2 separate regions of the Pan troglodytes genome follow, and region 1 is linked to region 2. A link is a contact called in public HiChIP or PLAC-seq data. All regions are on one chromosome and are shown on one strand. Each heading gives the region's core, a stretch centred on a gene start, on an enhancer-like site or on the middle of the called end of the contact. The rest is flanking DNA. Distances are from core to core; before and after follow the strand shown.

Region 1 (4,912 bases), core at 1,937-4,436, 310 kb after region 2:
GGTTATAAAACGGCAACAGGAAGGATCCTTGGAAATGTTCCATATCTTGACTGTAGTGATGGCCACACAAAGCCACACATGTGAACTAAATACTACACACGTGCATGTGCGCCTGTGTGCGCGTGCGCACACACACCCCCCCCCTACAAAGGAGTACATGTAGAACTGCCTAAATCTGAGTAAGGTGGAATGATTGTATGAATGTCAATTTGCTCGTTTTTATATTGTACTATGCTACATGGAGGAAGACTAGGTGAAGAGTATATGGGATCTTTATTACTTAGTACAACTACATGTAAATCTACAATTGTCACAAAATAAGAAGGTTTAACAATAGGTAAATTTTATGATATTTAAATTAAATCCCAATAAAACTGTTAAAGCTGACTGAGATGGCATATGCCTGTAGTCCCAGCTACTTGGGAGGCTGAGGTGGGAGAATCCCTTGAACTCAGGAGTTTGAGATCGGTCCAGGCCAAATAAACAGACCTCTGTCTTAAAATAAATAAAATTTTCAAAAAGTAAATAAAACTGTTAAAAAAAAAAAAAAAGTAATAAGTCCAGCCACACGGGAGCATATCATGATTGTTCTAAGTTAGTGCTTCTCAGTGGAAGCGGGACACTGAGAAAATGGGTGTTTTTGTTTGTCACCATCATGGGGCACTTTTGGGATTCAATGAATGTTAGATTGCCTGCATTCCACACTATAGAATTACACAACAAAGAATCAAACAAGGGCCAGGCCCGGTGGCTCACGCCTGTAATCCCAGCACTTTGGGAAGCTGAGATGGGCGGATCACGAGGTCAGGAGTTCAAGACCAGCCTGGCCAACATGGTAAAACCCCGTCTCTACTAAAAATATAAAACTTAGCTGGGCATGATGGCACGTGCCTGTATTCCCAGCTACTCAGGAGGCTGAGGCAGGAGAATTGCTTGAACCGGGACCCGAGGGGCGGAGGTTGCAGTGAGCCAAGATCATGTCACTGCACTCCAGCCTGGGCTACAGAGCAAGACTCCGTCTCAAAAAAAAAAAAGAATCAAACAAGACCCATACTGTCAGATATTCAAGTACATTAAACATACACACAAACATAAAAACAATAACAACAAATTTGTTTATAATTATCTGAGCCTAGAGTTTAACCCCATATACAAGTAGAAACAAAAGTAATTTGTGTATGGTTTTAATATATACGGAATTTTCTAGGAATACAACTATTGCATAAAAAAAGCAAAGGTTTTATTTTTTTTTGTTTTGAACTTTATCAAGAGTTATTCACCATTTCAGAAAATCACAATAGTGACAACACTTCCAATATTTGAGTCTCTAACATATTTTCATTAGTCTTTAGAGGCCATTCATGATATATATGTACATTTTATACATATGTGCATTTACCATATATGCATTCATAATATATATTTATGCATGATATGTATGTATATATTGAATCCTTATTTTGCAATGTCAGACATAAAAAGTGTTGACCATATTCAGCTGAATATTATCTTTTTTTTTTTTTTTTTTTTTGAGACGAAGTCTTGCATTGTTGCCCAGGCTGGAGTTCAGTGGTGAAATCTCGGCTCACTGCAAGCTCCGCCTCCTGGGTTCACGCCATTCTCCTGCCTCAGCCTCCCGAGTAGCTGGGGCTACAGGTGCCTGCCACCACGCCCGGGTAATTTTTTGTACTTTTAGTAGAGACGGGGTTTCACCGTGTTAGCCAGGATGATCTCCCATCTCCTGACCTCGTGATCCGCCCGCCTCAGCCTCCCGAAGTGCTGGGATTACAGGCGTGAGCCACCGCCCAGGCCTTATCTTTTTTTGAGACAGGGTTTCATTCTGTCTCCCAGGTTGGAGTGCAGTGGCACAATCATAGCTCACTGTAATCTTGAATTTCTGGGCTCAAGTGATCCTCCTGCCTCTGTCTCACGGTAGCTGGTACTACAGGCATGCACCACTATGTCTGGCTAACTCTTTAAGTTTTTGTAGAGACAGGGTCTCACCATGTTGCCCAGGCTAGTCTCAAACTCCTAGCATCAAGCGATCCTGCGGCTTTGGCTCCCCAAAGTGCTGGGATTACAAGCTTGAGCCACCAACTGTGCCTGGCCCAGTCGAATATTATATGTCCTGTAAAACCAAACTCATTCGTTATAAGTAGATACAAGCATCTGACTACTCAATTTTGTCATCTAATATAGACATGCCTGTGCAGCTACGTATTGTAATACATATTATTTTCTAATAAATTACTTTCCTATTTTTCTCCTTTATATTACAGTTAGGTAATTAAGTAGATTATTTATCGTGTATGTAGATTATATTACCTATGAATTTCATGCTGGGATTGTAAAGGAGATGTTACAAAATATAGCAAGGTGAATAAAGGAAATATATTGGAGTTTGGGTTGACAGGGCTTGGATCAATGATTAAAGGGAGTGGATGAAGGAGTCAGGTATAATGTGTTGATTTCTGGCTTGGGCAACCAGGTGGATGGTGGCGCCATTCGCTAATACAGGCAATACAAAAGGAATAGTAGGTTTAAGGAGGGGAATGACGAGTTCAGTTTTGGAGATTTTTAGTTTGAGGTGCCTTGGGATGTGGAGGCATCCCATGGGTACTAGGATATACACCTCCGGGTTTAGGAGATAGGCTCAGGTCACAGGCAGACTGGGAAGCATCAACATATTAACTAATAACTGAAGTCAAAGGAAGCAAGAGATGGGCCAGGGAAAATGGACAGAGGGAGGAGGTACAAGGCCAGAGCCCTGGGACACATTTAATGTCCAATATATTTTTTTTTTTTGAGACAGGGTCTTGCTGTGTTGCTCAGGCTGGAGTGCAGTGGTGCAATCATGGCTCACCACAGCCTCAATCTCCTGGGCCCAAGTGATCCTCCCACCTCAGCCTCCTGAGTAGCTGAGACTACAGGTGCATGCCACCACAACTCAGCTAATTTTTAAATTTTTTTTGTAGAGATAGGGTCTCACTACGTTGCTGTGTTTGGTCTTGAACTTTTCAGCTCAAGCCATCCTCCCACTTTGGCCTCCTAAAGTGCTGGAATTACAGGCATGAGCTACTGTGCCCATCAAGTGCCCAGTACATTTAAAAGCTGGGCGGAGGAAGAGGTCTGCAGAGGAGCCTGAGATCAAGCACCCTTAGGAGAAGAAACAAAAGTAGAGTCTGAGGTCACAGAAGCTGATGGAGAGTATTTTTCAACAATGGGAGAGAACCAGTCAAGATTGAGATATGTGAGATTAGAAAGTGGAGTTATAGCTGGCCTTGGCTAAAGGCATTTCTGGGAGTGGAAGCCAGACTGGAATTGGATAAGAAGTGGGTGGGGGAGAGCCGAGTATGAGCGACTCTTTCTGGTAAGTTGCTGCGACAGGAGATAATGCTGGGTAGGTGGAGAACACAGGGACCGGAGGAGCTGAGGCGGAAGGATGGAGAGGCTTAAGCATGTGTTAACTGCCACTGGGAAGAAGTCGGCAATCACGGAAGCTACCGGAGGGTAAGAAAAAATTCATTCATTCAACAGTTGAGCGCCTCCCACGCGCCCGATCAGTATGGCCGCCCCCACTTGAAAACACGCGTGTGGGCCGCCCACGTCTGACAAGTTAATGCAAGGCTTTATAGTTAGGGGAAAGCGGTTCTCCTTGAGCTCTTTCTCCTAGTAGTTCCGATTCCGACCCTGACTCCGACAGACACCTTGCGGGAAGGCAAACACCGCTCGAATTCATGACCCCAATAGAAAACTTAAGGCCGCAACTAAGTAACGGATCGCTGCGAAGGCCAAACTAGCCACGCCAACGCCCCCACTGGAGCCTCCCCAGCGCTCCGCCCCCGCTCGCGAGAACAGCGGCGACGGCGCGAGAAATCGCTTTTTGGTTAGCTCCGCCCCTTCTCTTTCTTTGTTTTCCTGTCCGACGATCTCGCGGGAGTTAGGCGACAAATCCCGCGAGCGCAGACCCGGGGCTGGCTCTGCGGCTCTCGCGATATTTGCGCGAGCCTGCTTCCTTCTTTCCTCCCTTGTCAGTCCGCCTGTCTTCCTCCCCGTCTTCCCTGCCCGGCCTCCCCCTTCTTCCCCCGCTGGCCCCCTCCCCGGAGGGATAATATGGTCTCCGGCGATGGACGCCCCAACAGCAGGTCAGTTTCGGGCCTCCGAGCTGGGTCTGGCAGTTGGAAACGCGCGCTGCCTAGGCGCCGAATTCCTTGCTTTTCTCGCCTGGAGTCGCTCGGCAGGCGCCCAGGCCCTCGGGGCTCGGGTCGTGCTCCCCTCGGGGCCTGCCTGCTGGGCCGCCCTTTGAGCCTAGGCCGCGGAAGCTGGGGCTCCCGATCCCCACCCTCCTGCGCGACCCCCGCAGGGCGGGCCGCCCCACCGCTGGCCTTGACCCGCACCCCTCTCTCTGGTGGCCGCTGCCTGCTGCCAGCGGCTTCCTGGCCCCCGTCAGCAACACCAGGGGCAGGGAGAGGCCCACTGTCTTCTCCTGCCCGCCCCCCATTGGCGAGCGATGAAGGCGGGGGCCTGCGTCTCCGTGTTCGGGTCTCACGCAGCTAGATGTTGATTCCACGGTCCAGCCTAAGGCCCCTCAGTCTCTCTGTGCCTCTGGAAGCCGAATGAGGGGCAGTCAAGGTTGAACATTGGTCAGTCAGTTCTCCGACCATTTATTGCACCGCTGTCTCCTCCCCCGTCCACCTCCCTCTACGAAAAAAAAAAAAAGAGAAAAAAATACTGTTCATTCTGAAAATGGGCTGTGCTTATGTTTTCTCCTTTTGGATGAAAGCCTTAACAATGTTGAGGGTCCTGGCCACCCACCGCTATGAGTCTGCACAAAAGATCTGAAGGTTCTTTTCAACCTCAAGGCTGCCTCCCCGCCACTGCCCCCTAGAATGTTGGGAGCTGAGGCACGTTT
Region 2 (4,890 bases), core at 12-2,511:
TGCCCCCTCCGCCTGGGGAGTCAGGGGAGAGGCATCAGATGTGGGACTTGAAGGGTGAAAGAGATCCTTTGGAGGGGGGAAAGGCATCCAGGCCCAGGAAATGGCATGGGCAGAGGGAGAGAAGGAGGGAGGAATGAGCCTGGTGAGCTGGAGCAACTGCAAATGGTTTTAAGGCGGCTGCCATGCAGAGGGCAGGGAAGGGACCTGGGGAGACTGGGGCTGCAGAGATAAGCTGAGCAATTGGCCAGGGCTCTGGGTAAGCCAAGGGGTTGGGCTTCATCCCGCAACCACAGCAAAGTTTTTACCTGGGTGGGACGGTATTGGGATTCCAGATCTGGAAAGCTGGCTCTGGAGGCAGGAAAACCTAGAAAGGTCTAAGGAGGTGGCTACTGAGGGCCTAAGGGAGCTGGGAGAGGTGGCCCTGGAAGGCTGCTACCGGGCTTGCGTTCTTGCTCCAGTTATCTCCATGCTGGGGTCAAAAGGAGCGAACCCCAGCAGATAAACACAGTCCCAAGGGAAGACCGCATGTGGAGACTGATGCACCCCACTCCTAAACCAGACAGGACGCCAGCTCTCATTTTTGCTTTACAGAGACTCGCTCTCCTGGGCTCCTTCCTGGGGCTGGGGGGCAGGGAGCGGGGAGGGCGGTCCTCTGTCCAGCCTAGTTTACTGACTTCCCTCTCCGGGCCAGGTGGGCGCTGGAATGGGTGGCTGGAGAGGGGTTCGGGTCCTGCCTAGGGCGAGAGTACCTGGAGAGACGCGCGCCTGAGAGGCTCTTCCAACTGGAAAGAGCTCTTATTCCACCGGTGGGGAAACTGAGGCACGGCGAGGGGAAGTCACCGGCCCAAGGTCACGCGGCGACCTGAAGGCAGAGGCAGGGTTTGAACCTGGGAGAGCTGGCTCTCGGGAGGCCTCGGCCAGCGACCGAGAAAAGGGAGGGGCGGCGGGGCCTGCGTTGGGGGCCGGGCGCGCCGAGCTCACCTGGTAGTTGTCTAGCTGCTCTTCGGTGAAGATGGTCTGCTTGTTCCCCATGGTGGCCGCCGCGCCGCCGCTCGCCCGCCCGGGCTCCGCCTCCCATCAGCGGCCGCCAGACCCGGAGCCAGCGCCCCGTGCCCGCGGCCCTCGGCAGCCCCGCGGCTGGCAGCGGCCCACGGTGGCCGGACCCTTCCCGCCCCGCAGCTCGCCCGGAGGAGGCGCGCGGGGGTCTCGGAGGCGGAGACGGGAACCCGGAGCGGCAGCGACTCCGCCCCCGGCGGGAAGAGGGGCGGGCACCCGGCTCCGCGGCTGCAGCGCGCCCGGGTCCCGGCAGGAGGCGACCTGGCCCTGGGAGACGCTGCCCGGCACGAACCCTTGGCTCCCGCGGCCGGAAGTGCTGGGGGCGCGCGGGGGTCTCGGAGGCGGGGACAAAGACCCGGAGCGGCGGCGACTCCGCCCCGCAGCAGGAAGAGGCGTGCGCCCGGGTCCCGCCGTGGGAGTCCAGGTCGCACGGCGTGAGGGTGCGGGGCCTGGGAAAAAACCCTGTCGAGGCGGGCAGTGGGGCGAGTGGCGCCCCTTGACCTGGGGCGGGGGCGGCAGCGAGGACTGTGAGTGCGTGGATCTAGCTGGGGCCGGGCTCCGCCACCGTCTCGCGTCGCGACCTTGGTCAAGCCCTTACCCGGGCCCTGTCCCTCTGGGGAGAAGGAGGGGGTCAGTCAAGCTGACATCTGAGGCCCTCCCGGCCAGGCCTCGGGAAGCCCATCTGGCCTTTGGCCGCGGCCTAGGCAGGGCATCTCAGACCTTCTGTGTTCCTTAGGGAGCAGGACAGGATTTACTTGGCTTTCTCTGAGCCCTTGGTTACAAACGTGAGACTTGAGAGGATTTAAAGGACTTGACTGTGTCCACAGAAGTGTGACAAAGGCCAAGACATTTTTTGGAGCTTTTAAGCAGATGCCATTGTAAGGGAAGCAGGACTTTACCTCTGCCCTCCTAGGGTCTTTGGCTGGGCTTGAGAATTAATTTGGCATAAGACAGATTAAGGGGAGAAAAACAGATTTAATACAAGTTTTACATGACGTGGAAGCCCTCATAAGGAAATGAAGACCCTGAGAACTGGCAAAATCTAAATACTTTTTTTTTTTTTGAGATGGAGTCTCACTCTGTCGCCCAGGCTGGAGTCCAGTGGCGCGATCTCAGCTCACTGCAACCTCCGCCTCCTTGGTTCAGGTGATTCTCCCACCTCAGCCTCCCCAGTAGCTGGGACCGCAGGCGTGCACCACCATGCCCAGCTAATTTTTTTTTTTTTTTTTTTTTTGAGATGGAGTCTCCCTCTGTCGCCCAGGCTGGAGTGCAGTAGCGCGATCTTGGCTCGCTACAACCTCCGCCTCCTGGGTTCAAGCGATTCTTCTGCCTCAGCCTCCCCGAGTAGCTGGGACTACAGGCGCATGCCACCACACCCAGCTAATTTTTTTTTTTTGTATTTTTAGTAGAGAGAGGTTTCACCATGTTGGCTGGGCTGGTCTCGAAATCTTGACCTCAGGTGATCCACCCGCCTCAGCCTCCCGAAGTGCTAGGATTAGAGGCCTGAGCCACCACGCCCGGCCAATTTTTGTATTTTTTTGTAGAGATGGGGTTTTGCCGTGTTGCCCAGGCTGGTTTTGAACTCCCAGGCTCGAGCAATCCACCCACCTTGGCTTCTCACCCAAAGTGCTGGGATTATAGGATGTGAGCCATCATGCCCGGCCTCATCTGTTTTTTAGAAAAAGAAGGATGATCAAGAGTGTCCTTCTTGCATCTGCTACTTTTCAAGTGCCTTTAACTCAAATACTCAATATGCCAGAGCAGCATATGTTGTGGTGGCATGTTCTGAACTCCTTCCCCATCTACCAAATGGAGTCACCGCTATCTTTCTGGGGTCCAGCCCATACAACTGTTATTTCTAAACTCAGGACAACTGAATCAGTAGGTATTATCTCCATATTATAGGCAAAGAGTTGGGCTGAGAGAGGTTCAGTAACTTGCCCAGGGTCCCACAGCTGGGAATTAGTAGAACCTGGACTGGACCCAGGCACTGGCTCAACATACCATTCCACAACTGCCAGTGGACTTTGAAGAGATCAGGATTTTTTTTTTAATTTTTATATATATATATATATATATATATATATATATATATATATATATATATATATATATAAAATAGAGATGGAGTCTCACTGTGTTGCCCAGGCTGGTCTCCAACTCCCAGGTTCAAGTGATCCTTCTGCCTTGGCCTCCCAAAGTACTAGGATTACAGGCGTGAGCCACCATGCCTGGGCGAGATCAAGACTTTATGCTTTAAAATGCGTGGTTTGTTACTTTAGGATAGTGGTTCTGAAACCACCTGGGAGCATGTATCAAAATTACTTGGGAGGCTGCACCCCTAGAGTTTCTGATTTAGAAGGTCTGGGGTGGCTAAGAATGTGGGTATCGAAAGGGTTCCTGGGTGACACTGATGCAGCTGGTCTTGGAACCATACTTTGAGAGTGATTGCTTAGGCTGCTGAAGCTTGTGGGTTCTGATGGGAACAGGGCTTCAAGTTTGGCAGATGATCCCTCATGCTTTTAGTTTTCTTTTATATCTGAGGCTACTGGTTGGGGTTTTCCAACCTTACTTTGCCACTCCCTGGTGAGAACAGCAGCCATCAGCTGAACAGACATGTCACCCTGTTAAAATCACAAGAGTCTTCAGAGGCACCATCAATTGCTATCAGAGGGGTAAGAAGCAATTCATTAGCCTGGGGATTGGTGACCAGCCTTCAGGGGTCACCTCACCATCTTTTCATCATTGTGGACACATGCAATAGGGGCCTAACCCATGGGAAAGAAGGCAGGATGTGTCCCCAGAGATTCGGAGAATGTGGAATTTTAGAGCAGAGAAGGCACATTTAAAAGATTCTCTCTTCTGTACCTCCCCTTTTTCCTGTGTTGGAGTTGGGGAAAAGGAAACCATTTTGAAGCCACATAACCACTATTACACAGGTTTTCCTTCTTCCCATCTTAGATTCCAGACTGCATGAAAAAGCCAGAGTTCTGTGTGTTCAGATCCTGCTCTGGCGCATTCTTGTACAATTGCTAACATGCTGCTTATTTGCATACCAGGTGTTCCAGGTAGAAAATCTGGAACCTATACAAAGAGGACTGTGTTTTCAGTCCCAGGAGCCCTTCCTCTCATAGGAGAGAAATAGAGATAACCAACTGGACTAGAAAATTCCTCTCAAAAATCCTTTTAGGCCAGGTGCGGTGGCTCACACCTGTAATCCCAGCACTTTGGGAGGCCGACACAGACGGATCACCTGAGGTCGGGAGTTTGAGACCAGCCTGGTCAACATGGCGAAACCCTGTCTCTGCTAAAAATACAAAAAATTGGCCTGGCGTGGTGGCGTGCCTGTAGTCCCAGCTACTCAGGAGGCTGAGGCAGGAGGATCACTTGAACCCGAGAGGCAGAGGTTGCTGTGAGCCAAGATCGTGCCATTGCACTCCAGCCGGGGCGACAAGAGCGAAACTCCATCTCAAAAAAAAAAAAAAAAAAATCTTTTTAGATCATTATTACCATTGCCTATCTGAAGCTCTCTGTCTTGAGCAATGCTGTGAGGAGGGGCAAGGGACACAATTCCCATGTTACAGATAAGAAACCTGGGGCTCAGAGAGGCCAAATGACTTGCCTGATGCCACCCAGCTGGGAAGTGGCAAAGCAAAGCTCTAACCTCGTTCTCTGATTCCAAATCCTGTGCTTTAGCTGCTCCCTGATGTTGAGTGTGGTCCCTGAGGAGCAGAGTGTGTGTGTTTGCTGGGAGGGAGGATGGGCCGAGGGAGAAGAATAAAACATTACTGATTACTTATCTAGTGCCCAGAATTGTATTGGATGTGCTATATT

What was found. HiChIP or PLAC-seq counts read pairs in DNA pulled down with a chosen protein or histone mark.
Region 1: a contact with region 2 is called in an H3K4me3 HiChIP or PLAC-seq map of stem cell-derived excitatory neurons, with 4 times the contacts expected there. The contact joins the promoter of IREB2 here to the promoter of CIB2 in region 2. A contact is called at or near these places in 1 of 7 Hi-C or Micro-C datasets (stem cell-derived neural progenitor cells) and 1 of 1 datasets of contacts at active chromatin or transcription factors (stem cell-derived excitatory neurons).

What each region holds. Positions count from the first base shown.
Region 1 is chr16:70,382,229-70,387,140 of NHGRI_mPanTro3-v2.0_pri, forward strand. It overlaps IREB2 (iron responsive element binding protein 2), which reads left to right and starts at 3,187. Exons shown (of 22, transcript XM_063794250.1): 1 at 3,187-3,510.
Region 2 is chr16:70,078,302-70,083,191 of NHGRI_mPanTro3-v2.0_pri, forward strand. It overlaps CIB2 (calcium and integrin binding family member 2), which reads right to left and starts at 1,262. Exons shown (of 6, transcript XM_510523.8): 1 at 982-1,262. The coding sequence starts at 1,032.